6 separate regions of the Mus musculus genome follow, and all the other regions are linked to region 5. A link is a contact called in public HiCAR-type, HiChIP or PLAC-seq and promoter capture Hi-C data. All regions are on one chromosome and are shown on one strand. Each heading gives the region's core, a stretch centred on a gene start, on an enhancer-like site or on the middle of the called end of the contact. The rest is flanking DNA. Distances are from core to core; before and after follow the strand shown. Region 1 holds the start of Coq8b (coenzyme Q8B). Region 2 holds the start of Zfp108 (zinc finger protein 108). Region 3 holds the start of Smg9 (smg-9 homolog, nonsense mediated mRNA decay factor (C. elegans)). Region 4 holds the start of Phldb3 (pleckstrin homology like domain, family B, member 3). Region 5 holds the start of Hnrnpul1 (heterogeneous nuclear ribonucleoprotein U-like 1). Region 6 holds the start of Cadm4 (cell adhesion molecule 4).

The links. Promoter capture Hi-C pulls out the DNA fragments that hold promoters and counts their contacts. HiCAR-type assays count read pairs that join an accessible place to other places. HiChIP or PLAC-seq counts read pairs in DNA pulled down with a chosen protein or histone mark.
Region 1: an H3K27ac HiChIP or PLAC-seq map of bone marrow-derived dendritic cells shows a contact between it and region 5, with 13 times the contacts expected there. The contact joins the promoter of Coq8b here to the promoter of Hnrnpul1 in region 5. A contact is called at or near these places in 8 of 39 promoter capture datasets (cranial neural crest, embryonic stem cells, frontonasal cranial neural crest and 5 more), 1 of 15 datasets of contacts at CTCF or cohesin (large pre-B cells), 1 of 484 Hi-C or Micro-C datasets (CD4 T cells), 17 of 115 datasets of contacts at active chromatin or transcription factors (the 230-238 cell line, bone marrow-derived dendritic cells, embryonic forebrain and 10 more) and 2 of 9 other capture datasets (embryonic stem cells and liver).
Region 2: a contact with region 5 is called in a HiCAR-type map of astrocytes, with 4 times the contacts expected there. The contact joins the promoter of Zfp108 here to the promoter of Hnrnpul1 in region 5. A contact is called at or near these places in 1 of 39 promoter capture datasets (hippocampal neurons) and 1 of 115 datasets of contacts at active chromatin or transcription factors (astrocytes).
Region 3: an H3K27ac HiChIP or PLAC-seq map of microglia shows a contact between it and region 5, with 9 times the contacts expected there. The contact joins the promoter of Smg9 here to the promoter of Hnrnpul1 in region 5. A contact is called at or near these places in 2 of 39 promoter capture datasets (erythroid cells and hippocampal neurons) and 5 of 115 datasets of contacts at active chromatin or transcription factors (Th17 cells, astrocytes, embryonic stem cells and 2 more).
Region 4: a contact with region 5 is called in a promoter capture Hi-C map of pre-B cells. The contact joins the promoter of Phldb3 here to the promoter of Hnrnpul1 in region 5. A contact is called at or near these places in 1 of 39 promoter capture datasets (pre-B cells) and 1 of 115 datasets of contacts at active chromatin or transcription factors (pancreatic cancer cells).
Region 6: a promoter capture Hi-C map of hematopoietic stem and progenitor cells shows a contact between it and region 5. The contact joins the promoter of Cadm4 here to the promoter of Hnrnpul1 in region 5. A contact is called at or near these places in 4 of 39 promoter capture datasets (cranial neural crest, hematopoietic stem and progenitor cells, hippocampal neurons and 1 more), 1 of 115 datasets of contacts at active chromatin or transcription factors (large pre-B cells) and 1 of 9 other capture datasets (pancreatic islet).

The regions. Positions count from the first base shown.
Region 1 is chr7:27,230,726-27,235,415 of GRCm38.p6, forward strand. Coq8b (coenzyme Q8B) reads left to right here and starts at 2,288. Exons shown (of 15, transcript NM_133770.2): 1 at 2,288-2,448; 2 at 2,740-2,847; 3 at 2,977-3,096; 4 at 3,216-3,282. The coding sequence starts at 2,743.
Region 2 is chr7:24,252,241-24,257,169 of GRCm38.p6, forward strand. It overlaps Zfp108 (zinc finger protein 108), which reads left to right and starts at 2,554. Exons shown (of 4, transcript NM_018791.2): 1 at 2,554-2,682; 2 at 3,593-3,650. The coding sequence starts at 3,636. It also overlaps a transcript of Zfp109 not described here.
Region 3 is chr7:24,396,979-24,401,525 of GRCm38.p6, forward strand. Smg9 (smg-9 homolog, nonsense mediated mRNA decay factor (C. elegans)) reads left to right here and starts at 2,650. Exons shown (of 14, transcript NM_028047.2): 1 at 2,650-2,913.
Region 4 is chr7:24,609,319-24,614,335 of GRCm38.p6, forward strand. It overlaps Phldb3 (pleckstrin homology like domain, family B, member 3), which reads left to right and starts at 2,010. Exons shown (of 15, transcript NM_001102613.1): 1 at 2,010-2,260; 2 at 3,179-3,361; 3 at 3,558-3,695. The coding sequence starts at 2,027.
Region 5 is chr7:25,752,825-25,757,250 of GRCm38.p6, forward strand. Hnrnpul1 (heterogeneous nuclear ribonucleoprotein U-like 1) reads right to left here and starts at 1,935. Exons shown (of 15, transcript NM_144922.3): 1 at 1,517-1,935. The coding sequence starts at 1,811. Axl (AXL receptor tyrosine kinase) reads right to left here. Exons shown (of 20, transcript NM_009465.4): 20 at 3,676-4,426.
Region 6 is chr7:24,478,989-24,483,326 of GRCm38.p6, forward strand. Cadm4 (cell adhesion molecule 4) reads left to right here and starts at 3,035. Exons shown (of 9, transcript NM_153112.3): 1 at 3,035-3,174. The coding sequence starts at 3,111.

The DNA of each region.
Region 1 (4,690 bases), core at 1,038-3,537, 1.5 Mb after region 5:
TTTGTAGACCAGGCTGGCCTCAAACTCAGAAATCCGCCTGCCTCTGCCTCCCGAGTGCTGGGATTAAAGGCGTGCGCCACCATGCCTGGCAGGGTCTTAGATTTTTAAATAAATAAATGAAGATGATTTCATGTCTAGAGGACTTATGTTCTAGGCTCTGACACTAGATCATTACCTCAAGGTTGGTTGGTTCTTTAATTACTTATGTGTACATGTGTGCCTGTGCAGGTGCATTCAGGTGCCTTTGGCGACCAGCAGGGGGCATCAGATCTGGAGTTGAGCTTACAGGTAATTGAAGCTACCTGGACACTAGGAACTGAACTCGGATCCTTTGGAAGAAAAGCAAGCATTCTTAACTGCTGAGCCCCAACTCCAGCACCTTGGGGGTTTGTGTGTGTGTGTGTGTGTGTGTGTGTGTGTGTGTGTGTGTGTGTGTGTGTGTGTGTGATAGACTTTCCCTGTATTCTTGGCTGTCCTGGAACTCACAGAGATCCTCCTGCCTCTGTCTCCTGAGTGCTGGGATTAAAGGCCTGTGCCATCACCACCTGATACCTCTTGTTTTCTAATGCCGAGGCTCACACATGCTGTATCACTGACATATACCTGCAGCTCCATGCTTTCCTCTTATTTATTTTGAGGTAGGGTCTCAAGTAGCCCAGTCTAGCCTCAAAACCAAGGATAGCCTTAAATTCTTGCTTTCCCCGCCTCTTTCTTCCAAATGCAGGGATTATAGACATGCACCACCATGGCTGCCTTCATGATCCCAGTGTACCAGGGAGAGCTTTGAGTTCAAGTTCTACCCTTTCCTTGCCCTTGTTTATGTCATCTGCAATGAACTCAGATACATGGAGTTTGTGGTGCGAGGCCACTGTGAGCAGTGGCCCTGTGGGATTATCCACTGAGGTGATTTTTCAGCCTGTCCCTTATGGCAAGCAGCCTGCAGCTCCTGAGTCAGACCCTCACCTTTGGAAGAGGACTGGAGGTGCTTTCAATCTTGAAATTGAGTCACCCATTGGAGGGACATTGGGCACAGGCCCAAGGTTTCAGGATGAGTCATCTCTTCATAGGCTAATAAGAAGTCAGATACGGGAACCCACCTCAGACATCATACAAGTTAGAGAACATGAGGTCCAGAGAAGGAGGAGGGCTCTTCTGAGGTCACACAGTAAAGGGACAGACTTTCCCAACAAAGGGGGTGGGGCTAGACAGCGACAGTAGGGTGCCGTGAGGAACACATCTCTTCAATTGTGGGAAAGATGTCCCAGCCACCAGCTGTTTCTATTCCAGACAGCAAGAGGAGTGAGTCAATTTTCTCTCATGCCAAGGCTCCTGACTCAGCGCTGGGAATCTTGACTGAGTGTGTTCTGGGAAATGTCAGGCCTTAAGGAAGCAGGGTTCCCACTGAGGGCCATCTCCTAAGTAGGCAGAGTGGAGAGTAGACTGCAGGAGGGAACACCGGCACAGTATGCCGCCAAGGGGAGTCATGGTGAAGGCAGAGAAGAGTTCCTAAGCAAGGCAGTGGATTTATATGTGCCAGGAAGGAGGCTGGGTGCCAGGACGTGGGTGTTGGTACAAAGTGGAGAGGCTCCATGTGCAAGGGAAATGTTTGCTTGGAAGAATATGTGTTTAAAGATTTCTGGGGTTGGGGCTGGCGAGATGGCTCAGCGGGTAAGAGCACTGACTGCTCTTCCAGAGGTCCTGAGTTCAATTCCCAGCATCCACATGGTGGCTCGCAACCATCTGTAATGGGATCTGATGCCCTTTTCTGGGGTGTCTGAAGACAGCTACACTGTACTTACATATAATAAATAAATAAATCTTAAAAAAAAAAAGATTTCTAGGGTTGTGGCTCAGTGGTCAAGAATCGTCCCTGGAATGCACAAGGCCCTGGATTCGTGCATCCGTGGTGGCAGGGGTTGGGGGAGGATGTCCAAATACATAGGATAGATTTTGAGCTTGGCAGGCGGAAATGTAAGTGGATATAATGGTTCAGACCTGCAATTTCAGCAGGTGGGAAGTGGACGCAAGAAGAGAGAGACAGAGAGAGAGACAGAGAGACAGAGACAAAGAGGGACAGAGAGGGACAAAGGAGGGTAGAAGAATTCTGTCAAGAAGGACCATTGGTCAGTACAATGAGCTCACGTGCGCACCGACTAACACAGAAGACCCACAGAGCCTTAGCCTAGGTTCCACCCCTTGCCACGCCTCCTCAGCGGGGTGAGTTTTTGCAAACGTCGGCGAGCTGCTGTGCTACCATTGGCTAGCTGATCAAAGGGGGCGGGTGTGCGGACGTTCCCGGAAGCTTAAGAGGCCCAGCGGGTGCTAGACCTGGAGCCTAAACCTGGTGGACTGGGTGCTTAGCAACGGGGGAGGTGCCCCGTAACGGGGTCGTAACGGGGTGTCTAGGCAGGGGGCAGCACAGGAATTGTGAATGCTTAACAGCCCAGGGTAAGGCGATGCCTAGCAACGAAAGGGGCGCTGAGAAGTAGAGAGTTGTCCTGGCGGCTCTGTGGACGTCTAGCAACGGGAGAGAACCTTAGCAACAGCGAGGAGTTTTGTGGGGATTGGGGAGGCGCTTATGGAAAACTTGAGTTCTTAGCAACGTGGGCGGGCTGGGGGGGGGGGGGTAACTAGAAGAAACCTGGAAATAAAAGGGGAAAAGATATGGGGGTTAGGGGGGCTTTTCCAACAAGAGCGCAAAGCAGGAGGCCCAGTACTGTAATCCTTATTATTTCTTAGGCAATGTGGCTGGAGCTAGGTGCCATGCTGCGCAGGACCTGTGGACCGCTGGGCAGGGCTGTTCGTCTGCCCTGTGGGGGGGCCCTAGGACCTAGGCCCCACTGGTGGGTAAGAGGCTGAGGAGGGGGCCTCCAAGGAAAAGAGGTTGAGGGAAGGGGGGTGGGGAGTAGGTAAAATGATGTAGATGGGTCTAAAAAGGATTAGACCTTCATTCTTTTAAAATCCACTTCTCTGCAGGGGCCATGTAGGAGTTGCTTGGCCCAAAGTGTTCATCAAGACCAGCCTGGAAGAGGCCTCAGTGAAGATGACATTCGCAGGGCACGGGAGGCCCGGCTCAGGAAGGCACCCCGGCCCCAGGTATCATTGCTTCCTCTTCCCCCTCCCCCATGATAGTCTGAGGAAAGTGGCAGCAAGTCTGCAGGGCTTTTCTGCCATCTTGTCCACCTTCCCTACCTCACACCTCTCCTCTTTCTCAGCTGAGTGATCGCTCTCGTGAACGCAAGGTGCCTGCCTCCCGCATCAGTCGCTTGGCCAGCTTTGGGGGTAGGTGTGACCTCGATCAGAGAGAACATTTACAGGTGAAGCAAGGGAAAGGGTGAATCAAAGACAGGGTTAGGAGGGAGAGAGAGACAAGGAAAAACAGAACGTAGACCTTACTGTTTATTGAGAACCTGATGTGAGCAAGGTCTTGTAGGCTAGGCCTGTGTTTATTTCTTCTATTGATGGAGGAGTGGGGGCTGAGAGGTGAGGTGGCAGGACTTTAGGTTCCGCAGCAAGATTGTTCAGACATGTATGAAACAAAAAGTAATGTGTTGCAACCAACCCTCCAAAAAGGAAAGGAGGTGGCCAGGACACCCACCTGGAATTTCAGCAGTTGGGATGTAGGTAGGAGGGAACAGGATGATCAAGGGTTCAAGGTCATTCCTGGCAACATAGAGAGTTTGAGGCCGCCTGTACTACATGAGACCCTGTTTAAAGGAGAGAAAGGTAAAGAAGGGAGAGAGAAAGAGGGAAAGGGCCATTGTAATCCCTGTTCTTGAGAAGCTAACACCGAGAGATTGAAAAGCCAAGCCTGGGAGTGCATGGCTGGAGGCTCAGCTGCCTGCTCGGTTACTACTGTAGGACTGCTTGCACTCACAAATTCAAGACCAGCCTGGCATCACAGACCTTGTCTAGGGAAGAAGGAAAAAGAGAGAGAGGAAAGAAAGAAAATAGCATATAAGAAAATATAATGGGCAGTGGTGGCACACGCCTTTAATCCCAGCACTTGGGAGGCAGAGGCAGGCAGATTTCTGAGTTCGAGGCCAGCCTGGTCTACAAAGTGAGTTCCAGGACAGCCAGGGCTACACGGAGAAACCGTGTCTCGAACACCCACCCCCACTCCCCAAAATATAAATGTTGAATATGGATACATACGTGTTTTTGCTTGTTTGTTTTGTTTTGTTTTTCTAGACAGGGTTTCTCAGTATAGTCCTGGCTGTCCTGGAACTCACTTTGTGCTGGGATTAAAAATAAATAAAATACAAATAAAAAATAAATAATTTTTTTTTTTCGAGACAGGGTTTCTCTGTATAGTCTTGGCTGTCGTGGAACTCACTTTGTAGACCAGGCTGGCCTTGAACTCAGAAATCCGCCTCCCTCTGCCTCCCGGAGTGCTGGGATCAAAGGCATGCGCGCACCATGCCCGGCTCATACGTGTTTATACACATATGATTTGTTTGTTTTTGAAGCAGAGTCTTACCATGCAGCCCTAGCTGGTCTGCAGCTAGGCCGGCCTGGAACTCAGAGATCTGCCTGCCTCTGTCTCCCGAGTGCTGGGATTAAAGGCCTGCACCACTGCACACTCCTAACACTCCCCAGCACAAACATGCTTTTTGTGATGATATCTCCTGTAACCTGGCCTGGCCTCAAAGCCCCAATCCCGACTCCTCCTTCCAAGTGTTTGGATCAG
Region 2 (4,929 bases), core at 1,304-3,803, 1.5 Mb before region 5:
GGCCTGCAGCGCTCTGATGAGATCCTATCCTTGCCTGAGAAGTAAAAAACGAAAAGGGAAAAAGGAGAGAAAAGACTTACCTGTCTGATGTCCTGGTTCAAGGCGCCAGCTGCCACAGATGAACCTCACTTGGGTCCTTGATCCATGGGCGAAACTTGGGTTTCGGTTACAGGTAGGCAAAGAGTCGGGAAGAAGGAGGGGTGACAAACAGACATGACACAAGGGAGTGTGGATCTGAATGTAATGTCTTAAAGCAAGCACTAGTCTTATAATACAGAAAGCAAAGGAGTCGGATATCACAGCAGGCAAGGTACATCGAAGTATATGACACAAAACAGAGGAATGCCTACAAAGGACTGGCAGGAACCAACTCGGATAAAATACAATGTTAACAACTGGGATCAAAAGCAGCTCCACCTAAGGTCCACTTAATCTTAGAAGTCAGGTGTAGTCTCCCCTCCCCCAGCCTGAAACCTGCTTGCTCAGGGGTGGAGCTTCCTGCTCATTCGTTCTGCCAGGCCCACTGCTAGAACCTGCGGAGCCACACACGTGCACCTTTCTACTGGACCAGAGATTAGCGGGAGTCGGGTCCCCTCCCCCTTCCTTTATAACTAGTGTCGCAACAATAAAATTTGAGCTTTGATCAGAATAAATTTGTCTTAGCTCCGTTTCTTCTTTCGCCCCGTCTAGATTCCTCTCTTACAGCTCGAGTGGCCTTCTCAGTCGAACCGTTCATGTTGCGAGCTGCTGGCGGCCGCAACAGTCAGGGGCAAGGGCTTCGCGCCCTTGCCATAGTTCCTATTCTAGTCTATTGTATAGTCCACCTCCCCCTTAGGCCATTGTAAATTCCTGTGTATGGGTGTAACTCAGCTATCTATAGTTCTAAGTATCTACTCTGGTTCCTCCTTAGACCACAACCTTCCTTCTTCCTAAATAATGGTAAATTCCTGCATATGGGAGTAGTTTGCCCTGAGATTTCTAACTCTATGTAGTAGATAATAATGCCTGATTTCTTTCACTATCTCTCTTACAATACTAGAGGCAATTCTGAATGTCACTGAATAGGCAACATTCTTACTGAATTCAAAGCCCTTGGTCGGCTCAAGGACTGCCTAGGATTGATGAGGAATCTAACTTAGCTAAATATCAAAAATGAATCCTTAGAAGCACTTATAATAAAGTAATATTAAGGGAAAGCACACAGATCTGTTTACCAACTAAAGCATGGACATTGGAGCATTCGTTATTCAGGATGCCACAGTTCCAGGAGACTTTTTGCCTCAGGACAGTGCCCAGGTTTTTGGGGCCAGTTGCACGTGTCACTACTGGAGTAGATGTAGCACCTGCCCTGCTGATTTAAGTTCCACTTGCAACCTTCCAGGGACTTTCTATTGCCACCACTGAGAATGTGAAAATTAGGGGATAGGATGGAAGACAGACAGGGACCCCTACATTAAAATAGAACTTACCTGCAAACCAAACTGTAAGACCCACCACCCCATTATACTCAAATCCTAGGACCCTCTTCCCTCCTTATGCAGACTGGGAAGTAGAACTTGATATGTTTATAAAATGATAAATGGGGGTGGGGTGGGGTGGATACGTTCTATAGGGGTGTGGTGAGGTATGGGGGAAGCGGGTGCCTCAACAGGCCCATGCCAAGACATCCCTTCCCACTGTGGAACCAGCCACACGATGGTATAGTATAGAATAGAGTTTATTCAGGGCTTGGGGAGGGGAGTTTAGAGGGTAGTAGGGCAGAGAATGGGAGAGAGAAGTAGAGGAGAAGAGTAGAGGCTGGCCATGAGCACGTGGAGAAAGAGGGGGGAAGGTATGAGGGGACAGAGCAGGAGCAAGACGGGAAGAGCAAAAGAACAAGAGGACAAAAGAAAGAGGAGAGGGCAAGCAACCACTTTTATAGTGGATCCGCCTACCAGGCTGTTGCCAGATAATTGTGGGGAGGAGCATACCTAGGTGTTGCCAGGTAACTGTATGGTGGAGCTTAGACAGAATGTTAACCGAACTCACTAGGGCATCCAGAGCTTACCTATGCTAATCTGACTCAGGAACAGAATTTTCTATCCAGAAGTTGGCAAAACTTGAGACCCTGTTCCCCATAAGCCCCCTGGCTAAAGGGTTGAAAACTGGAGCCAGGATAGTTATGCCCTCTGGTCCTGTTACTGCACCTTCCTACAGCCAAGACAGAGACCTACCCTTTGAGATTTCTAAACCATGGGACTTAGCTGGTAGTCACTATAAAGGTCAATTTTAAATTTCTCAACGAAACAAGGCCAAATATGACTAAAGACTGTTGATTTTGTCTGGACCCACAACTTCCTTTCTAAGCGAGAGTGGTACTTTTACATTTCCCAAAAAGCAATTTCCACCGACCTCACTCTAGTTAAAATAGCTTGGAACCTTCTCGTTCTGGGAAATGTAGTCCCAGAAAAAGCTCCAGACCGATGAACTTCCGCCGAGGCATTCTGGGAATTGTAGTTCTGGAGCCATTAGCAGCTAAGTTTGCTTCAGCTCCAGAAGGCTAGGCTGCCTGGCAGTGCTTCCTTCCAGTGAGGTGAGAGCTTGGAGCATCCCGCAGGCCTTCTGTGCGCTGTGCCCCGGTGTGTCCTCTCAGGGACGAGTTTGCATTCCGGTGTGTCCTCTCAGAGACGAGTTTGCATTCCGGTGTGTCCTCTCAGAGACGAGTTTGCATTCCGGGGAAAAGCGGGGCAGCTGTGGCAGCGACCCGTCCTTTTTAACTGGGTTCTGCCTGAGGCCTCCTGCCCTGATTCCTGGACCCATCTCAGCTGCTGGTGGAACCCCGGGAGAGTCTAGCTTCCCACTGGAGCCTGGCAGAGAAGCTGTGGTGACAGATGGCCAGTGTCATAAAGCCTTAAGTGGCAACTCTTACTTTTATGTGTTTTTGTTTTGATTTGGTTTGGTTTTGCATTTATTTATTTAAGAGGGGAGGGTTGTGTCACAGCTTATGTATGGAGGTCAGAAGACAACTTGTGAGAGTCAGGTCTTTCCTTGCACCGTGTGGTGTTCAGGGACTCGAACTCGCCCCATCAGGCTCAGCTGAAGTCACTTCTACCCACTAAGCCATCTTGCAGGGCTTAGATTTCTATTGGTCATTATCTTCGTGCATGTGGAAAAAGAGACTCTGGAGGCTCTGGCAGGTCAATAATGTTTGCTAATTATGAAGCCTTTTAGAGCAGGATACAGAGAGGTTTAACTTCACTCCCATGTATGGAAACAATAACATGTAAGATAGCTGTCACAATTGACAGACCCTTCTGAGGCTGGTGGTCAGTCATGACACAGCATGCATCAGACTTCTGGGGCTGCTTAAACATTTGTGTTTTCTGGGAAACCCATCACCACAGGCAGCCTTGTGAAGGTAAGAGTGCCCAGCACCCCTGAAGCTTCCAGAAATAGAGAATGTGGTGAGTGAGTCTGGTAACCCGGAGGCTTAGTAGGAAGTAGGCAGAAAAGCCTGGTCAGCGCGCACAGCCCTTGGGGCTGATGGAGAAGCTGAGGAAGCCACGTGGACCAACTGTCCTAGCAGTGTTCTCACGAAGCCTCTCTTCCCCAGCTTGCTTCCCAGAGCCCTGCCTTGTCTCAAAGAGAAGAGAACAATGACCAAGTTACAGGTAAGTCGGGTTGCTTCCCCCATCCCCACAGTGGTAGGGATTGAAAACAGGACTCCTGCATGGCGGGCAAGTGCTCTACACAGAGCCTCTCTGAACTGCATGAAGGAAGAGGGGAAGTTGCTGAGAAGAAAGGTCTGGAAGGAGGAGGGATAAGAGAGGACAGTGGGACATGTGCTCAAAGTGCACTGCACATGGGAAAGTGTACAAGGATGAGTAAAAAGAATTTGAAAAAGTGGGCTGCAGAGATGGCTCAGTAGTTAAGAGCACTGGCTCAGTTTGGTTCCCAGCACTCACACCTGATAGCTTACAACTGCCCGTAACTCCAATTATATGTAATTAGAGGATGTCCAACGCCCTCTTCTGGCCTAATTTTATTTTACAATTAAGTATGAGTTCTTCATACTCGTGTTTATGATTTTTTTCATTTAATAATTTTTCATTAGTATTGGGTTTGTGCTTTGTGAGCATGTCAAGACATGATGTAGACTTCAGAGGACAGCTTTCAGGAGTCTCTCTTCTTCAATCTTGTTGAAGTAGCATCTCTTGGTTTGGGGACTCTGGGACAGGCTGCTCTGTCCTGGTGCTCAGTGGCAGCCATCCTAGCCTAATTGGCAAGTTCTAGGACACTGGAGGACCCTGTCCTAAAAACAAACAAACTACCCTAGACAGCACCTGAGGAAGGACACCAGAAGTTGGATTGTAGCCTATTCATGCGTGCACACATACATGCACACAGAAAAGTGTTCATTCATATTTCCTGCACGGGGCGTCCTGTGCATTCATTTCCTGAACAACCAGGGAGCGTCTGGCTGCCACCAACTGCACGGCTTCTGTGGTTGATCCAATTCAGATGATGAAGGAATGAAGGAAGGACAGACTCACAGACACGTGTACAGACAAGCTGGGATCGAATGAGCCGTGTGCTCTGATAGAGACTCCCCAGCAGCCTAGAAAGACAGTGCATGTATTATACAACGCTGAGCACCCAGGGGCATGATTCAGGAACCTGAAACACTAATGCAAAAGGGAGTGCTTCCCATGGTGGTACCCAGCTCCCCAGCTCCCCAGGGCCATCAGTTCCAGGGAGTAAATGCTTGTTTTTCAACAATAGTGGCTATATTCTCTGTTAATTTGTAGGCAGTAAGTATCCCTGATTCTCTGTATTCTGGCCTAAACTGGACACTTTAAAAATCTTGGGTACTTTAGCAAGTGATTAAAAATAGCAGCTTGTCTGAAACTTTCACTTACTGAATTAAATTTTGTTCTATATTTATTGTGT
Region 3 (4,547 bases), core at 1,400-3,899, 1.4 Mb before region 5:
TTTCGGGCCAGGCTCTGCTGCTCCCTAAGCATGGGGCCTTCAGGCGCATCTCCTGTCTTCTTATCATCTTTCTGCATCTGTTAAGTGAGGGAGGAGGCTTTATCGAGAGATAGAAGTTACAGGGAAGCAGAGCCTGGTGCCGGTGGCCCAAGGACAATGCCAAATCCCTCCTCTGCCCACTTTGCGGCATGTATGCAGATGAGTGCACTCACCCGTATGTGCATGAGGAGGCCAGAGGTCGATATTAGTGTCTCTCTATATATGTATGTGTGTGTGTGATGTATACATGATGATGTATATATTTAACATGTATGCTTTGTGTATATATATAAATATATATTATATGTATATATAGTATATATACTATATATATGTGTGTATATATATATATATATATATATATATATATAACATGCATGCTGTGCCTCGGGAGGACAGAAGAGGCCTCTTATGGAGGAAGTTCAAGGGGAATTTACTGAGACTCAGTCTCACAAATAAAATAAAATAAAATAAAATAAAATAAAATAAAATAAAATAGAGATGGTTCAGTAGTCAACAGCACTGGCTGCTCTTACAGAGGACAGGGGTTCAATTCCCAGCACCCACATGGCAGCTCTCAACCTTCTGTTGCTCTAGTTCCAGGGGATCCAACACTCTCTTCTGGCCTTGGCAGCCACCAGGCAGGCACGTGGTGCTCAATCATACTTACAAAGCACTCATACATATAAAAGAAAATGAAATCTTTAAAACATGTAAGCGGAGGGCTGGGCTAAGGCTCTGTGGTAGGGAGCTTAACAAGCCTACTTAAATTCAGTCCCCAATACCCTACCTCAAATGTATGAATGCTGAAACCTTAACTAAAGGCCCAGTGAGGTGGCCTGCTGGGTAAAGGCGCTTGGGACCCATGGGATAGAAGGACAGTGCTGATTCTTGCTGACTCCTCTGGCATCCAAATGTGCATTGCTGCATGTGTGCGCACACATCCTAGAGGGCACACATCCCGCTTATAACTCAGTGAATCTGGTGGCATTGAGCACTCTTCATAAACAGCCCTCCAACCAATCACTGCCCTGATGGTTACCTTGAATATGAAAAACTCGTGCTTTCTGTCTCCAGGCTTCAACAATAAAAAAATTCTTCACGGGCTGGAGAGAAGGCTCAGCGGTTAAGAGCACTGGCTGCTCTTCCAGAGGTCCTGAGTTCGATTCCCAGCAACCACATGGTGGCTCACAACCATCTGTAATGGGATCTGATGCCCTCTTCTGGTGTGTCTGATGACAGCTACAGTGTACTCACTATATATATATCCATCCTTTATAAGCTGGCCATGTGGCCCAGGCAGCAGTGTGCTTACCTAGCATGCATAACATGCATGGGGCTCTAGGTTTAATCCCGTGGAGTGTGCCTCTATCAGCACTCCAAGGAACATTTTTTTTTTTTTCAAATTTGAAAGAAAAGCCGAAGGGAAGGCAAACTTTAAGTCTTGGCAGCTAGGTGCCCATAGGAGAACAGAGAAGAGCTTGGCGGGGGCATGGAGGGAGGCGATGCTGTTTGAGTTAGGCTGACATGGAGATCAGCTCTGGGGACAAGCACGCATGTGTGCTTGTGTCTTGAAATGCAGATCAGTGGTAGAGCACATCCTACATAGCAAGGCCCTCTCTCTTTTCTCAGTACAGAAGAGAATGGGAGAGAATAACGAAAAGCCGAGGGGGTGGGGAGAGCCCAGCAGTCCTGAGGCCAAGGCAGGTGGGTTTCTTTGAGTTCTAGACCAGCCTGGTCTACACAGTAAGACCCCACCTCAAAACAAGAGAGCTGCCTTTAATCCCAGCACTTGGGAGGCAGAGGCAGGCGGATTTCTGAGTTTGAGACCAGCCTGGTCTACAGAGTGAGTTCCAGGACAGCCAGGGCTATACAGAGAAACCCTGTCTCAAAACAAACAAACAAACAAACAAACAAACAAACAAATAACCAAGAGAGCTGATTGTGGCGGCACACACAGGTAGGTTATGCTGAAGAGGCAGACACAGGAGGGTAAGTTTGAGGTCAGGCTGATGGACTCACGGTTTTTTTTCTTTAAGAAAGGAAAAGCAATAGGGGAGGTGGAACTTCTGCCTCTCAGCTGTCTTTCCATTGGGTGACTGCACCCTCTGCCCAGTGGCCTTCCAGCTGCTTCAGGCTGTGCCCCTAGTCCTTTGAATGTTTGCCCCTTCTGTAGCCCTGCGATCCGCCCACTTCTGCCGCCCACCTCGTGCCACAGGTCCAAGCCTAGACCTTTCTCTACAGATGTTCTGTCTTGGAGGAGCTGGGCTCTTCCTTAAAGTCCTTCAAGATCGCTTCTTGCAGCCAGCTGAATCAGTCTTGTGCTTGCTCAGATAAGGACGTTAATTCCTCCCTTCCGCCGTACCCTACCCCGATCGGTCTGACAACACTACAGAAGACCCGGGATTCGAACTCGAAATCTCCAGAGCTGCCCACCCAGCCAAACAGCAGGCCCGCCCAGAGAAACAATGCGCACGCGCCTTCTCAGCAGCAACATACTCCCTCGCCCCTCCGTAATCCGCATGCGTGCTGAAGCCAGCCACCTCCATTCACGCATGCTCAGTCTAACGCGCACGTTGGGTTCGCTTGCGCGCCCAGCCCGCGGCGCATGCGCCGAGCTAGCAGCGCAGGCCGTGACTCGTTGGGCTGCGTACTGTGGCTTCCTCTTCTTCCTCCTCTGGGAGCTTCCGGGACGCCAAGGCCTGTTCCGGAATAGCCGGCACCCGTTTTCTCGGCCTCTCTCATTCTCTGGCTTGTGACCTTCCGGCACCATTTACACGGCAGGTGGCTGTGGAGGACCTTCCCCGCCCACGCTGCACTCCCGTCACTCAGAGCGCGCGCTGCGACCCAGGAACTAATCAGCAGCTGCCCTAGGTAAGGGGAAGGGGGGACGCCCCGAGCCTGGGAGAGGCAGGCGCGCCGACGGGGCGGGGTTGGGGGTGGGGCGTATTCAAGCCCCGCCCCCGCCCTGCCGTTAAAAGGTCGCTGGGCGGCTGGCCAATGGGAGTAGGAACGTGAAGGTCTCGGAATTGCGGCGCCGTTAGCTGGAGGTACAAATAAATTAATAGAAACTATAGCCACTGTAAAGTGTCCCTGTAGTGCTGGTACGAGCCTTCTAACAGTATCGGGAGGAAATTTCTGGACACAGTCCCAAAGAAGCCGACATACACCTAGGGCCACCTTCCATGGAAATTGGATTTTGAGGTTCTTCATGCCTGAGTATTGGAAGGAGGCTCCATATAAGACTGCAAGTAGGGGCTGGAGAGATGGCTCAGAGGTTAAGAGCACTGACTGCTCTCCCATAGGTCCTGAGTTCAATTCTCAGCCACCACATGGTGGATCACAACCACCTGTAATGGGATCTGATGCACATTCTACTGGTGTGTATCTGAAGACAGCTACAGTGTACTCATATAAATAAATACATAAATAATATTTTTAAAAAGGGGGGCTAGAGAGATGGTTCAGCGGTTAAGAGCACTGACTGCTCTTCCAGAGATCATGAGTTCAAATCCCAGCAACCACATGGTGGCTCACAACCATCCGTAATGAGATCAGATGCCCTCTTCTGGTGTGTCTGAAGACAGCTACAGTGTACTTATATATTATAATAAATCTTAAAAAAAAAAAAAAAAAGACTGCAAGTAGACTAGGAAGCACTTAGAAAAATACGTGAATAGAACTGGACAAGGCGGCTCACACATGTAATTCCAGTAGTGTGGAGCCAGAAACAGGAGGGTCGCCATGAGTTTGAGACCAGCCTGAACTGCAGAGCAGGACCCTGTTTGAGAGGGAGAGGTGAGGAGGAGGAGGAAACAGTATTAAGTTGTGGAATGCACCATGCCTCAAGAGAAAAGGCATTAGAACAGTTAAGAATTGGGGGTCTCCTGGAAATTCTTGCAAAGCAACTTGTCAATTCTGGAAGATTCTCCAAAGAGGTGCTTCACATGTAGGTGGGAAGATAGCTCAGTGTGTGAAGTGCTTGTTTGCAAGCATGAAGACCCAGGTTTGATCCCCAGCAACCACATAAAAAGTGGAGCCTGGCGGCACGATCTTGTCATCCCAGTGCTGCGGAGGCAAGACTGGCAGATGTGCAGAGCTCCTTGCCCAGGCAAAAACAGTGTGGGGCTGTCAGGATGGTTGTATCAGGTAACGGGGCCACCACAAGGCCAAAGAATTGACTTCCATCCCTGCGGCCTACAGGATGGAAAGAGAAAATGGTCTCTCGGAAGTTGTCACCTGGCCTCCACAAATGTGATATGGCTCTGTGCCTGCTTGCACGCAGGCATGTGTATGTGTGTGTCTCACACACACAAGAAACCCAGAAGCTCCCACCCCAACATTATGCAGATTAGACTTCATTTCTGTGAGGTCAGGAATACCAGCTTAGTAGTTTATGCAGAGCTCTTCCTGGAGAACCCTAGAAACAGCATTGCAGGTCCCAGCTTGCAGGCAGATGGTGTCTCAGGTTCTGGATCGTTCCCCACAAGACCTGATGAGTAGAGTCA
Region 4 (5,017 bases), core at 760-3,259, 1.1 Mb before region 5:
TGCTCCTGCAGAGGACCTGGGTTCAGTTCCCAGCACCCACATGGCAGCTCACAACCATCTGTAACTCCAGTTCCAGGGGATCTGGCCTCTGTAGGTACCGGGCATGCACAGACATACATTTAGTCTAGACAGACATTCACGTAAAAGGGAAGGAGGAGACAGAGCTAGCAGTGGTCAGGACCATGGGGGAAGGAAGGAAGGTCTAAGGGAGCTGGGGGTGGGGGGACTGGAAGCAGATAGCAGGTTGCTCACATCGATGTAGGGGAGGTATTCTCACAGACTTGCACCGCAGCACATAATTCTGTGTGAGCCCCTCCCCTGGGAGTCCCAGGCCAAATGAGCCCCTCTCCATCCCTTAGCTTTCTGATCTGTGTAATGGAAACAATAACGGGATATTTCACTGAACTGATAAATCCCGATGTCTGACTTCTTGCACCCTGCTTGCATGACCAGCTCCCCTGCCCCTGTCGCTGCTATTGTCCCTCCTGTATTGCCAAATAGTTATGAGTACAGATCTCGAGAGACAAAGCAGGTAGTAACAGATGTGGGCTGAGAAGGCCGAGAGTGTAAAGCTCTTGCTAACAAGATGATTTGAGTTCCATGCCTGAATCCCACGTTGGAAGGCACCACTTCCCAAAGATGTCCTATGAGCTCTTTACATGTTGGGTGCCACTTACATACCTGCACTATCTTTCACATACACAAGTAATAATAATTTTAAAAAAGTCATTTAGAATGCTTGTAGATCCTAGGTGTATTTGTTTCCTTCAGCCTCGGTCCCCACAACTGTACAATGGAGACGGTCGATCTCTTTTTTTCTATGGGCTGTGGTGTGGTATGACACTGAGGTGTGTCAAATGTTTTGCACAGCTCTTGATGTCTAACAGTCGGGTTTTGCATACCAGATATTTTCCTGTTTCTGCCCAGAGAGGAAAGGGTCTGGCTGTGACCTTTAACCTCTGTGCCCCACCCCATAGTAAACTGTGTGCGCGTGGGGCACACTCTGTCTCTGGGCAGATCGCTGACTCAGCCCGGGATACCCCCTCCCCTTGTCCGGCTCCCTAAACCGGTCAGGGCCCTTCCAAAGGGCTTATTAGAGGGGAGAGGCCCCCATCTTCATTCCTATCTTCCTTTGAGGATTTCCTAGGCTTCGGCCTTAGGGAGGCTGCTGTATGCAGGTGGCTAAGAAGCCCGGCCCTCCAGGGGCACCGGAGGCTGAGTGGGAGGTCTGGGCGCTGGGCTCTCTCTGGGTGGGGCTGGAGGGGCCGGGATGGCTGGGTGCCTGGGCTGCGGGCGGGGCAGGCTGCTGGCTCCCTCCTCCCAGGAGAGCTGTCGGACCTGTTGTCCCCCCCTCCACTTCCGGGCTGCTGGGGAGGGGGACGGGGCGGCCTCTCTCTCCTCCCTCCTTCCAGCCACCTGTTTAGCCGCAGGAGCGGCAGTGCCCAGTGCAGAGCCAGAAAGAAGGTTGACGACCTACGAGGACCTCCTCCCGGGAAGGAACGGAGGCGTTGGGGCCCCAGGCATATCCGGAGAGGTAGACATTGCCAGCCCCGAGTTCTGGATCTTGGGGTGAGGAGCCTCGGACGCTGATTCCTTACAGGTGGTTCGGGACCCAACTGTGGAGCTCCAAGGAGGAGAGCCGGGCTAGTCCCGAGAGGGTAGAGGAGATGGAATCTCTTGGAGGCAATCCGGGAAACTGGAGAGGGCTGCAGAAGGGGCTCAGGGATGACACATGGAGCAAAGGGAAGGCTCAGCGTGCGACGCCCCAGCACGGGGAGCGTTAGGACCCCGGACTCAAATTCTCTTCCCACCTCTAGGTGTGTGTGTCACCTTCGGAGCCGACAGCCTCTCCCCAGTCGCGAGCGGGTCCCCAGGAAATCTACGCCCGCGGAATGTTCAGAGCTGGTCTCTGAACCTTTAGGTTCCGCCCTCTGGGCAAGCTCAACGCGCTCTAGACCACGCCCACAAACATCAGACCACGCCTCTGAAACTGACCACGCCCACACCACAGGAATCCGAAGCGGCCATGGGGACACCCAGCACCCTAGAGGAGGGCTCCTCGTCTCCAAAGGTTTCGGAATGCGCCGTCGAGGTCCAGCCTCAAGGGGCTGTGCAGCCTCAGGGGCACCCCGAGGATCCCAAAGAGCACAAGGAGCCCGAAGTCCCAGCGGAGCTTCCAAGTTGCCCCGGAGCTGGGCGGCAGGCCGAGGAAGAGGAAGAAGTGGAAGAAGGTAGCAGCACCGAGAGCTGCCGCGAAGAGGTGAGGGATCATCCCCCCGGGGGGGCTGTCCAGACGGACAGACAGACACCCAAGACGACACAGAAGAACATAAAGAGAGAGACTAGACAGAGACCCAGAGTCAAGGAGAGTACCCATAGACAGGCAGAAACACCCTGTTAGACAAAGTTGGATTTGAAGCCAGAGAGACTCGGGTAGAAACATAGAAACTAGATACGACAGAGACACAGGGAGTGAGACATAGACCTAAAAGAGAGACACAGGGAAGACACACAGACCCAGAAGAGAAACAAAAAGAAATGCCAACATAGAAGAGTCTAAGTCAGAGAGAGGGACGGGGGTGGGGGTGGGGGGAAGAAGAGCGATCCAGGGACTCTGAGAAAGAGATCCCAAGAGGTTGAGACTCAGGGACAGATGAGCTCATCGTGTACAAAGACACTTGCTGTCAAATCTGACGACCTGGGTTCGATCCCCAGAACCCTCATTGATGTAAGGCAAGAATCTTCTGATTTCCACTAGCATTCAGGTACAAAAAAGAAAGAAGGAAAGGAAGGAAGGAAGGAAGAAAAAAAAAGAAAGAATAGAGGAAGAAATGGAGGAAGAAAAAAGAAAAGGAGAGAGAAGGGAGAAAGGAAAAAGGAAAAGAAGAAAAGGAAAGGAGGGAAGAAATGAGGAAGAAAGAAAAAAGAAAGGAAGGAAGGAAGGAAGGAAAGAAAAGGAAGCAAGCTCTGCTAGTTCAGCTTCAGAGCATAGTGGCTTTGTATGATGGGTTCAGAACCTGCCGGCTTCCCCGCTTCACGGTCTTCCATTCGGACCCGAAAGGAAGTAGTTGAACTTGGCAGCTCATGACCCCCAGAGGCACTACTGGGGTGGGACCAGACCTGTTTGGTGACTTGAGGGGGGCGAGACTTGTTCTCATCACACCCTCTCTAATTTCAGCCCGAGGCTACGCCTGCCGCGCAGATTCCAGCCACACCTTCCCCATGCCTCCCTTCTGGGGAAGAGCTGCGGGGGGCAGCGCGGCGGCTGCGAGGACAGCAGCTGGAGGCACTGACTCGCGTGGCTCTGATGGAGCAGCGGGTGAAGGAGTTACAGCGCCAGAAGAAGGAACTGAGGATCGAGGTGAGGATGGGGAGATCTTGGGAAATCAACCCGTGAGGGAACCTGCGAGCCAAGACACCGAGTCCATTCTAAACTTTAGGATCCTTTTTGATAAGCAGCAGGTGTTCAAGGCCCGAGGCCTTTTCCAGACTTCCCATCTCCCAGCCCCTTCCTCCACTGGCTGCTGCACCCAAATTCTCGCCTTGTTTTTTCGCAGATGGAGGTGGAGGTGGCCCTGCTCCGGGGTGAGCTGGCCGGGGAACGAGTGGCCGCTCGCCGGGAGGAGGAGCAGCTGCGGGAGCTGCTGGGCCAGCGGGTGGAGACCCAGCCGAGCAGCCAAGAACAGCGGGAGCAGGTTGGTGTGACCAGCGACTCCATCCTCATGTTCCTTTCTTCCGGGCTGGAACACCCTCTGGTCGGACCTAATAGTTGTCCTTGTTCTTCAAAGAGATTGGGTTCCTGTTCCTCATTTTCCTCCTCTTTCCCAGGCCTGATTTGGATGCCTGGCTACTGAGGTCTCTTTCTTGGCTGTCCCTATAATTTCACAGTTTAATGGTGTAGTAGGAAACATTTCAAACCCGTAAAAACTGAATACTCAGTTGGGCTGGTGTCCTATGCTCCCCAGCTTTAGTAGCGATTCCTTTACTATCCTTTCATCTCACCCAGTTCTTCCCTGTCTCCATATCCCTGGATACTAAGAATCTAAATCAACCCTGCAAGGCTGAGCCACGCCCCCAGGCCCTCACTGGGGGATTCTAGACAAAGGCAAGAGGATCTGCCACTGAGCCACGTCCTCACCTTGTTCCAAGTTTTAAATGCTCCTTGTAGAAGCCATATTACCTGTATATGTTTTAGCAGGTACCACAGAAAAATGAGAACTTTCTTGTGTGTGTGTGTTTTATTTGAGACTTGGTTTCCCTAAGTAGCCCTGACTGGCCTAGAACCCATGATTCTCTTGTCTCAGCCTCTTGAGGGCTGGGGTTACAGGTGTGCACAGGGCTGGCTTGTTGTAATTGGTCATCTCAATTGTTTTGTCTCTAATGGACCTAGTGGGCCTCCCCTACTTGTCTGTTTGCTTATTGCTTGTTGAAGAAACTAGGTCTTCTGGGTGATATTTTATGGTTGTTTTGTGTTTCCGAGCTGGTGTCTTACTATGTAGCCCTGGCTGGCCTGGAACTTACTATATAGACCAGGCTAGACTCAAACCATTGGATTCACCTGCTTCTGCCTCTTTTTTTTTTTTTAAAGATTTATTTATTAATATATGTAAGTACACTGTAGCTGTCCTCAGACACTCCAGAAGAGGATCTTGTTGTGGATGGTTGTGAGCCACCATGTGGTTGCTGGGATTTGAACTCTGGACCTTTGGAAGAGCAGTCGGGTGCTCTTACCCACTGAGCCATCTCACCAGCCCTTCTGCCTCTTAAGAACTTTGTTGTTGTTGTTCTGTTTTCTTGGTTTGTTTTTTTTTTTGTTTTTGTTTTTGTTTTTGTTTTGTTTTGTTTTGTTTTTTGAGGCAGGGTTTCTCTGTGTAGCTCTGGCTTTCCACTTTGTAGACCAGATTGGCCTTGAACACAGAGAAATCCGCCTACCTCTGCCTCCCAAGTGCTGGGATTAAAGGCGTGTGCCACCACTGCCTGGCATCTTAAGGCCTTTAAAAAAAGATTTATTATTTAT
Region 5 (4,426 bases), core at 685-3,184:
GACTTGCCAGCACAGGGTAATCCCTAACACTCTACATCTAGGGTGGCCCCTCTACAGGATCCAACTTCTTATGAACAATTGAGTAGCAATGCCAATCCCAAGACTCTTTTGAGGACTCATTTTTTCTCTCTTTTTACTGTTTAGTCCCAAACTCCACAGTGCCTTCTCAGAAAAACACTCTAAGTCTTGGACACCACTGTGTCTGGTTCCAAATTCCCTCTCATACCAGGGTCTCCTTTACTCAAAGGACTGCTCTTTGATGCCAATCCTAACTAGAGACACTTTGGGCAGATCAAGTTCCCCCATATTCCCTGAGCACCCCATCTCCCTGAGCATACAAGTAACTATTTCTGGGGACTCAGGAGCCCTCTCTTGGAAAGGAATACTCCCTCTGCTTCATCATGAGGCCCCCAGCCAAAGCAACAGGTTTTCTTTCTTTTTCATACCCTCCACACTTCCCTCCCCCACACCTGCTAGACTAGCCACATGATCCCTGGCACACACAAGGGTCCCACCAGAGTTACCAACTCATTCCCCACAACTCCTGTTTCAAAAACTACCCATAGTTAAGAATGCAAGGCCACTCAGCAGAAACCACAGAGTACTAACCTGAGTCCTTCCAATTCTAGGCCCTCTAGTTTCTTTGTCCATGAGAAGATTCTGTCCTTTCTTGTCACCATTTAGATCCCAAATCTCCTCTGGAAGCCAACTAGATAGCCTAGACCTCCCAGTACCAAACATACAAGTTGTACCTGCCCTCAAGGTTGACCCTGTAACCTCGAGGAAATGTAGGAGTTGGGGATAGGGGTTTCCAAATCTGCTGGTCTTTCATTACCTCCTAAAAGGCCACCTGGCACACACTGGAGAGTTCAGTCCATGTTTTGGGAGACTCTTCCCAGCCTTGGACACCCGTAGGTCCAAAGTGCCAGTCCACCCCCAGCACTAAGCAGATCTTATCCCATCCGTGAAGAAAATCAAAGATCTTCTACCCTTAAAATTCTCCCTGACCTGCACCCTAGGCCATTCTTCCGCTACCTGAAAATCCAGCTTTTGAGACTCAGCCCAAACGGTGGACTAGCATGGCTACCCCAAGCTGTCAGCTCACCGCTCGGCTAGAATCTCTCATTTTCCAAGACGCCGCCCCCCGACACCCCTTTCCCTAAAACGTCTAGTTCTTCCGACTTTTTCCAACTCAAAGCCACAAAACAGAACCCCAAAGCAGTTTCCAGTCTCCGAATCCCAGGATATAAAATCCTCCCCGCCCGCCCGCTAGGACCCTGGTCGCCTTAAAATAAAATCCATCCCCCTCCACACGGTTTTCCTTGCACCGAAGGCCAGGATCCGCCCTCAGGCTGCCCCGAGGCCCTGGCCGCAGATCCTTTACAACGGCAGGTGGCAGGATCCCTGGCTCCTCAGACCATCTCCTGGATCTCTGTGGAGTCGAGCTCCCGCGTCCCACAGCCCGTCCTCGGCCCGGACTCCAGGCTCCCCGGTCCCCCGCCCCGCGCACTCTCACAATGTCCGTCCGGCCCCGAGTAGCCGCCGGGCTCCGGGTGCGGCTGCAGCCCGGGCGGCGGTGGCTGCGCGGTCCCCTCCAGCTCGGAGCCCCCCTCGGTCTCGACCTCCTCGTTGTTGTGCCCAGGTAACCCCGGATCGTCGTCAGCCTCGAGCTCCCGTTCGTCTTCGGGCTCCTCGGCCTCTAGCGCCGCCAGCAGCCGCTCAGCAAGCTCGGCCTTCAGGCCGCGAGTGTCCAGGCCGCGGCGCTGCAGCTCCTCGCGAAGTTCGTTCACCTTCAGGCGACGCACATCCATGGCCCGGGCCCCCGGGGCGGCCCCCGAGCCTGGCCCGGCCTCCCAGGGCTCTGTCCCCCCTAAACCTTGCCTGTCAGGAGGCGAAGGGGGAAAAGGGGGGGCCACTCCAATGGCGGCGGCGGCTCAAGATGGCCGCCGCCGCCTCCTCCCCCTTGCCCGGACCGTACGATGTAAAACGAGTCTCAATTGGTCAGCGCATGGGGCAACGGGCGCGGGCCCGGGAACCAAGCCAATCACAGTGTGGCTTTCAAAAGAACGGTACTAGAGGGCTCAGGAGCTGCCTAAGAGGAAGCGTTAGCCTACGTTGAAGTCGCGGCCAGAGTGGAGGGCGGGAAAAGGCGAGAGGCGGAGCAAGCGCTGATTGGGTAGCGCTCGCGCGCCCGCTGCGGTACAGTCAAATGAAGGAAAGGGAGTAACGACTTGGAGCCATTAGCAGCCAGATCTCAGAACAACCGCCCAGTCTCTCCGCGCCGTGCTTCCCTCAGACTCTCTGTAAAACACATTCTAACTGGTCTTCATCTCACGCCCCCTCGCGGAGGCCAAGCGGGTAAAACCACCACAACCAATCAAATGCGGCGGGAAGAGGCCGGCCAACCCTCGTCTTTCCTGTTGCCTTTCGGGAACCGGAAGGAGATTAATTCACCGAGGCCCCGCCCCTTGCCGTTAGGGCGGTTTCAAAACAACCTGTTCGCCAATCGCAGTTACTGTTATATTTCACCACTGCCAGAGCTTGAGCGCTTTAGAAAAAGCGAACTAGATTGGCCATTCTTGAGAGGCTTGCCTCTCAAAGTTCTCCGTACAGCAGGGTATAATACGGAATGAAAATCAAGTGGATCTGTTACTCATCGTTTGTTAGAAACCCAGTTGCCTTTATGAGAAACAACAACAACAAAATTGGTCCTGGAGAGCGCTGAAGGGTTGAAAGCAGGGGCTAGGCTAACAACGGGAGAAAAGTTGTGTGGTAAATCGCACCCCTCCCTTTGATGCACAACCTCCCAGGGCGCTTTCTCTATGGTTGCTAGACAAGCCACTCTGCACGCAACCATAGAGCCTTCCCGCTCTGGGCATAGCTGCAGAAGTTCGCGGCTTTCCATCTCGAATCCATTAAACCGTTGTTGCTCAACCTCAATCTTGCTGTGTCTACTCTGACCAATTCGCACACGAGAATCCGTAATTACGACAGGTTGTGTTAATCCATACACCTGTCGCCCTTTGCTCAGAAGACAAAAACTTAGTGAAATAACACCGAGACGCACAACGCAAATGTGCACCGACATCTATAGCCTTAACTCCCAACAAAAGCCACAAACACTCTCTATTAGACACACGCAAACATCCCACAATAAATGAATAGGCGTGACAGGCCAAAAGCATCAATTCAGGATAAGACTTCAAACGGCAGTGTAGGTGTGGCACAAGCATGCAGCATCGTGCGACAAAGCTCAGCTAAGACAGTTCACGCTACAAGCTCACACCACAGCAACCTAGACACACAGCACCCACTCAGCAGCGGGACAGACACTCACGTGGGCCCGAGGTTCCAGTCCAGACACCCCGCCCCTCGCCCACGTCGGACTTCCTCTCTCCTCCCAGCTGACCACAATGATTTGTTTTTTGAAAGAAAAAAAAAAAAAAAAAACTTTGTGGCCCGGATTGAACTGTACCCAGTTCTCAGGAACCACCACCGGGGGGCGACCGGGCGCCGCATAGGGTTCTTGAAATGGTAGTAGTCACAGACTAGGAAAAAGTGAAGACTCGGATCTTTGTCCATCTGTGGTTCGAGGTGTTCTGGTCCATCTTTCCTCAACAATCTGAATGTTTGCCTATGTGAGAATCTTTTGTACTAGTCTGGGCATGTTAGTTTATTTTCTTCTTTATTAAGACAGTCTCATGTAGCCCAGGCTGGCCTGCATCTCTCTGTGAAATCAAGGTCAACCTTGAAGTCTTGATCTTTCTGCTTATACCTCTCAAGCGCCGGGATTATGTGCACCATGTTGGATTCTTGAGTGTGTGTAATGCTTGTTCTGTGTCTGTTACTAAAGGTTCTTCCTATTGCTGGTGAGTACCTGCCTGCTGATGTTTGCAGATTTACAAGTGTGGGTTTATATGTTTCTGTTACTGTGAGTGCATAACTGGGCCTTTGCATTTGTGGCTAGGTTTGCCTGAGCATGTGCACTAATTCACATGTCTGTTACTTTGGAATGTTTGTGTAAGACCCTGTCGGGGATCGCTCTCTCCCTCCATCCCTCTCTCTCTCTCTCTGTCTGGCTCGCTCTCTCTGTCTGGCTCTCTCTCTCTGTCTCTCTCTCTCTCTCTCTCTCTCTCTCTCTGACAGAGAGGGAGTATTCCTCAGGGCTTTCTGAGAGTCTGACTTTCCTTGGTTGTATATATTTGTCTATGTGCATGGTTCATGTCTACTCTCACTAATGAAAACATTCCCATGTGTCCCTCAAACTCTTCTTATTCTTTTTATTGAGGTCAGGGTCCCTCTAGGTAAGCCACGATGGCCTGCAACTAACTTTCCATCCTCTTGCCGCTCAGGTGTTGGGATTACAGGAGCCTTTCTTCTCACAGTGGGGAAACCGAATCTCTAGGGAGAGGGGACGTAGCACAGT
Region 6 (4,338 bases), core at 1,785-4,284, 1.3 Mb before region 5:
TGCAGAGAGGACAGATGAGAACCAGTCTCTCCCAAGGTGCCCAAAGCTGGGAAAGAAGACATGAGAGACAGATGGATGGAGGCCCACCTGCTTGCCTAAGTAAAAGGTCATCAGGAGTAACTATGAGTCACTCCCCTGTAGTGGTGTGGGTCTAGCTTGGATGCATGCCAACAAGTTCTGTGTTGAAAGTGCATCCTGTGCTAAGGAGATAGATCAGTCAGTGAAGTGCTCAGTGTGCGAGCATGAGGACCTGTGTTCGATTCCCAGAACCTATGGGAAATGTAGTCAAGACATGGCGGCATGTGCTGGAAACCCCAGGATCTGGGAGACACAGACAGGGGGAACCCTGGGGCTTGTTGGCCAGGCAGTCAAGTCAGTCGGTGAGTATCAGGTAAGTGAAAGAACTTGTCTCAAAGGGGGAAAACAGGAGACACTGTTAGGAAAAGTATTGGCTCAGGACACTCCAAGATCAAGTTCTCAGCACAAAGGAGGTTTATTTGCCCCAGAGGGACAGAGGGCAGGGAATCAGGAGACAACAAAGACAGGAGATGGGGGGTGATGGAGAAGGGGAAGGGAACAAGGCAGAGAGAGGAGGGGTGTTTCTCCCAGAGTGGGACAAAGGACTGCCTCTGTATAGAGAGGAGACAGGCATGGCCCATAGGCAAACAGTAGTCTTTAAGGGGGAAACCCGTGTTAGGATGAGGTGTTTAATTTTAATTGGTCATGTTAATTAGGTGAGCCAAGGGGGGCTTTTGATTGCTGGACCCTGGTGGTCTCAGAAGGAGGAAGGATCCAAATGAGGAAACAGACCCTGGGGGCTGGGCATGGGAGGGAAGGGCAAGACCTCAGAGCCATGCTGGCCATGCATGAGCTGGCCAGGGTCCCTTCAGACACACCTGAAGAGAAGTGACACCTAAGGTGATCCTCCAGCTGGCACATGCAGGTGCACACACACAGAAATACACATTCACACAGAAACGCATACATACACACACAGGCACACACACACACATTCGCACCTTAGCCTACAGATATACACACCTAGAAAGACACAAACACACACATCCACAAAGAAACACACAGACATGCACACACACAGAAAGACACAAACACAGAAAGATACACACACACACACACACACACACACACACACACACACACGAACATTAATCCCTTTGTAAGCCACTAAAAGGATGGACACTTAATCCAACTACGATGCTTAGATGCTCAGAGGTGGGGCCTCTGGGGCTGCATCAGTGAAGTCATCCGGGTGGATCCCTCATGATTGAACACTGGCAGCTGGGTGAGCAGAGACCAGGAGACACACGTGTGCTTTCTGTCTCCCGCCACGTGACACCCTGAGGACTCTCAACAAAAAGGCCCTCGGCAGATGCAGTTCCCGAGAGCTTGCCAAAGTAAAGCTTCCTTCAGAACTCATCCAATCTCTGTCACCAAGTTACTGGCAACAAAAAACCGGTTAATAGACCCTGAACAAGTATTCCCGAAACAGTCTCTCACCTCGCTCGCATCACAGAGATGAGCGGCTTTGTACTCCGTCCCCTAATCTACGTGGTGAGCCGAGAATTGGGAAGAAATGCAGCTGCTCACAGCTGTGGGTGGATATGGAGCTACGGTAGAGAACAGAGAGGCTGCTGGGAGCCTTGGTCCTTGAAACAAGATGCTAGGAGTTTTGGTCCTGACATAAGAGTTGATGAATTTGGGACTAAAGACAGAGAGGATGCTGGGAGCTAGGCACTGGACAGGAAGTGTGTCATGTGATGATGACCCTTGGTTGACCTGGATATACAACAGTTTAGAAGTGATGGAGAGAAAATAAAAAGCCGAGCTTTTCAGAATGGGCATATGTTGACCCAGTTTACCTGCTGTCCCTGAGTCCTGTGAGAGGCAGAGGCCACCAGCACCTCACTTTCTTCCTCTTCTTGGTCCTATGAGTCATAAGCCTGCTCCAGGCCTTCAGGTGGCCACAGGGGTGGGTTCAGGGGAACCCACACCCAAGAAGAAAAAAGAGAGCAAAGTTTGGAGGGATGAGTCAGCCCCCCAGGATGAGGAACAGAACCTGAAAGGCAGAGTCACACAGACAGACTTGACTGGACAGTGTGGGAAAGAGTACAGCGTCTGGATGCCATACCTGGAAGATTGCCCCAGGCAGGGGCTTCGCTCTCCCCAGGGCCTAGGGTTAAGACTTCCTTCCAGTCTGGTTAGCTTTCTGGAGGCCCCTCCCAGGGAAAGAAGACTGAAACTTGGCGAGTCATGGTCAGGACTAGAGGGAGGGAGCGGACACTATTCTATGCCCTGCCCAAAGAAGTCCATACCTGCTCAGCCACCCGCTGCTGCCCAGCCTCTCAGTCTTTCCCTGCCCACATTCACTGTGGCATCATCACACTCCTCTCCCCCAAAGCTCACACTCACAGCACACGCCAGCACCCCGCACCTTCGCGCGCTTCCGAGCATCGCCCTCTCGCGCATCTCCCAAGCATCTCCCACGCACCCCCTATGGGTTTCCCAAGCAGCTTCTGCACAACCCCCGTGCATCTTCCCCGCATCTCCCGTGTGTCTTCTATACATTCCCCCGTGCATCTCCCGCGCCTCTCCCACGCATCTCTCGTGCATCTTCCGCGCACACTCCGGTGCATCTCCTGCGCATCTTCCCCGTGTCTCCCGTGCAGCGTCCTCTAGGGAGCTCCGCTAGTCCAGGCTACGCCTGCGCGCACACGCACGCACACCTTTGCACCTTCACACGACCCTCACGACCTTCCGCTCTCCCAAGTCCTCCCCCACTGGCTCCCACGACGCCGTCACGCTCACGCCCTGCCCTCGCGCCCGGGTCCGCATGCTGTCCTGCTCTCCCACCCCCGTGCGCGCCCTTCCGCGCTCCCGTCCTCCCTCTCCCCGCATTGTCTGGGCCCCTCTGTCCCCGTCCGGTCCCCGCCCCTTAGCTGACGCCACGCCCACCAAGGCGCGCAGTGGGCGGAGCAGAGGGCGGGACTGGACTCGGGGGCGGGGTCGACGGCGCGGGAGGTGCAGGTGCCGGGCCGGGAGCGAGCGGCGGCGGCGGTGGCGGCGGCGGTGGCGGCGGCGGCGGCGGCACCATGGGCCGGGCCCGGCGCTTCCAGTGGCCGCTGCTGCTGCTGTGGGCGGCCGCGGCGGGGCCAGGTAGGGTGACGGAGGTGGGGGCCGGGTCGGTGGGCTGGATCGGGGTGACGAGGGAGGTGTGCGTATTGCGGTCGGGTTGGGGAGGGGGTCTCGTCGCTGTGACAGCTGGGTCGCCTGGGGGCCTGCAGAGGCCGGAACAATGCGCTGCGTGGGGGGGGGGGGCTGCGGGAGACCCTCGTCCCCGGGACAAAGCGCAGCGCGGGCCAGGAGCCCAGAGCCGCGGGCAGGGGAGGGGGGACGCGGGCCCCGGCCGCCGTGCCGCAGCCCCCCCACCCCGCACAGGCCCCGATCCCGCGGGGACAAAGGGCCCGAGACCCTCCCTCCCCCTATGTCCCCAAGCCCTCCTTCTCCAGGCCGGTCCCACTGTCCTTCGGTCCTAGTCTTTAGATCTCTCTCTCTCTCTCTCTCTCTCTCTCTCTCTCTCATTTTCCCCCAGCCCTTGTCCTCTGTCCCTCAGTCTTCAAGTCCTGTCCTTCCTTCCCTCTGTCCTCCTTTCTCCTTGTTTCCCCCTTCCCGTTTCTCCACGCCGCCTTTGTCCCCCACCTCTGTCCCTTTTTCCTGGGTCACTCTGCCTGCCCCCCATCCTCTATTCACTCTGCCGCCTCCTGTGCTGCTGTCGTCCCTCTATGTCCCCATTCACCATCTCTCTCCCCGTCTCCTTGACATCCTGTATCTCTTCCCTTCTCTGTCCCCTATCATTCTCCCATTTCTCTAGCAGCCTCTGTTGCCTAGCTGCCTCCTTTCTCCTCTCTACCCCACTGTCTCCCTCTCCCCCAAATCTGCTTCCTCTCTCCATGCATCCTCCATCCTCCTTTTCCCATCTCTGTATCCCTCCTCGCTCCTGGAGAAGAGTGGTGTCAGGCAGGGCAGTGACAGTATAGATGTGTGAAGTGGCATATAGGGAACATTGGCATGTGAGCACACACGTGGATTCCACAAATGTCTCCCCCAAACCCTCCCACCCGTTCACACATCCAAGCCACACTTCACAGAAGAGCCCCCTCCAGGACATCCACATGTCTTTCTCACTCACTATGGGAATCTGGAGGACCCCCCAGCCCCCACCCAAGACACGGTGACCCTGAGGCTGGGGACAAGGTCAGGAAATGTCACCTGAATGCTCACACTTAGAACCCTGTGTTTCTTATATCCACCATGGGACAC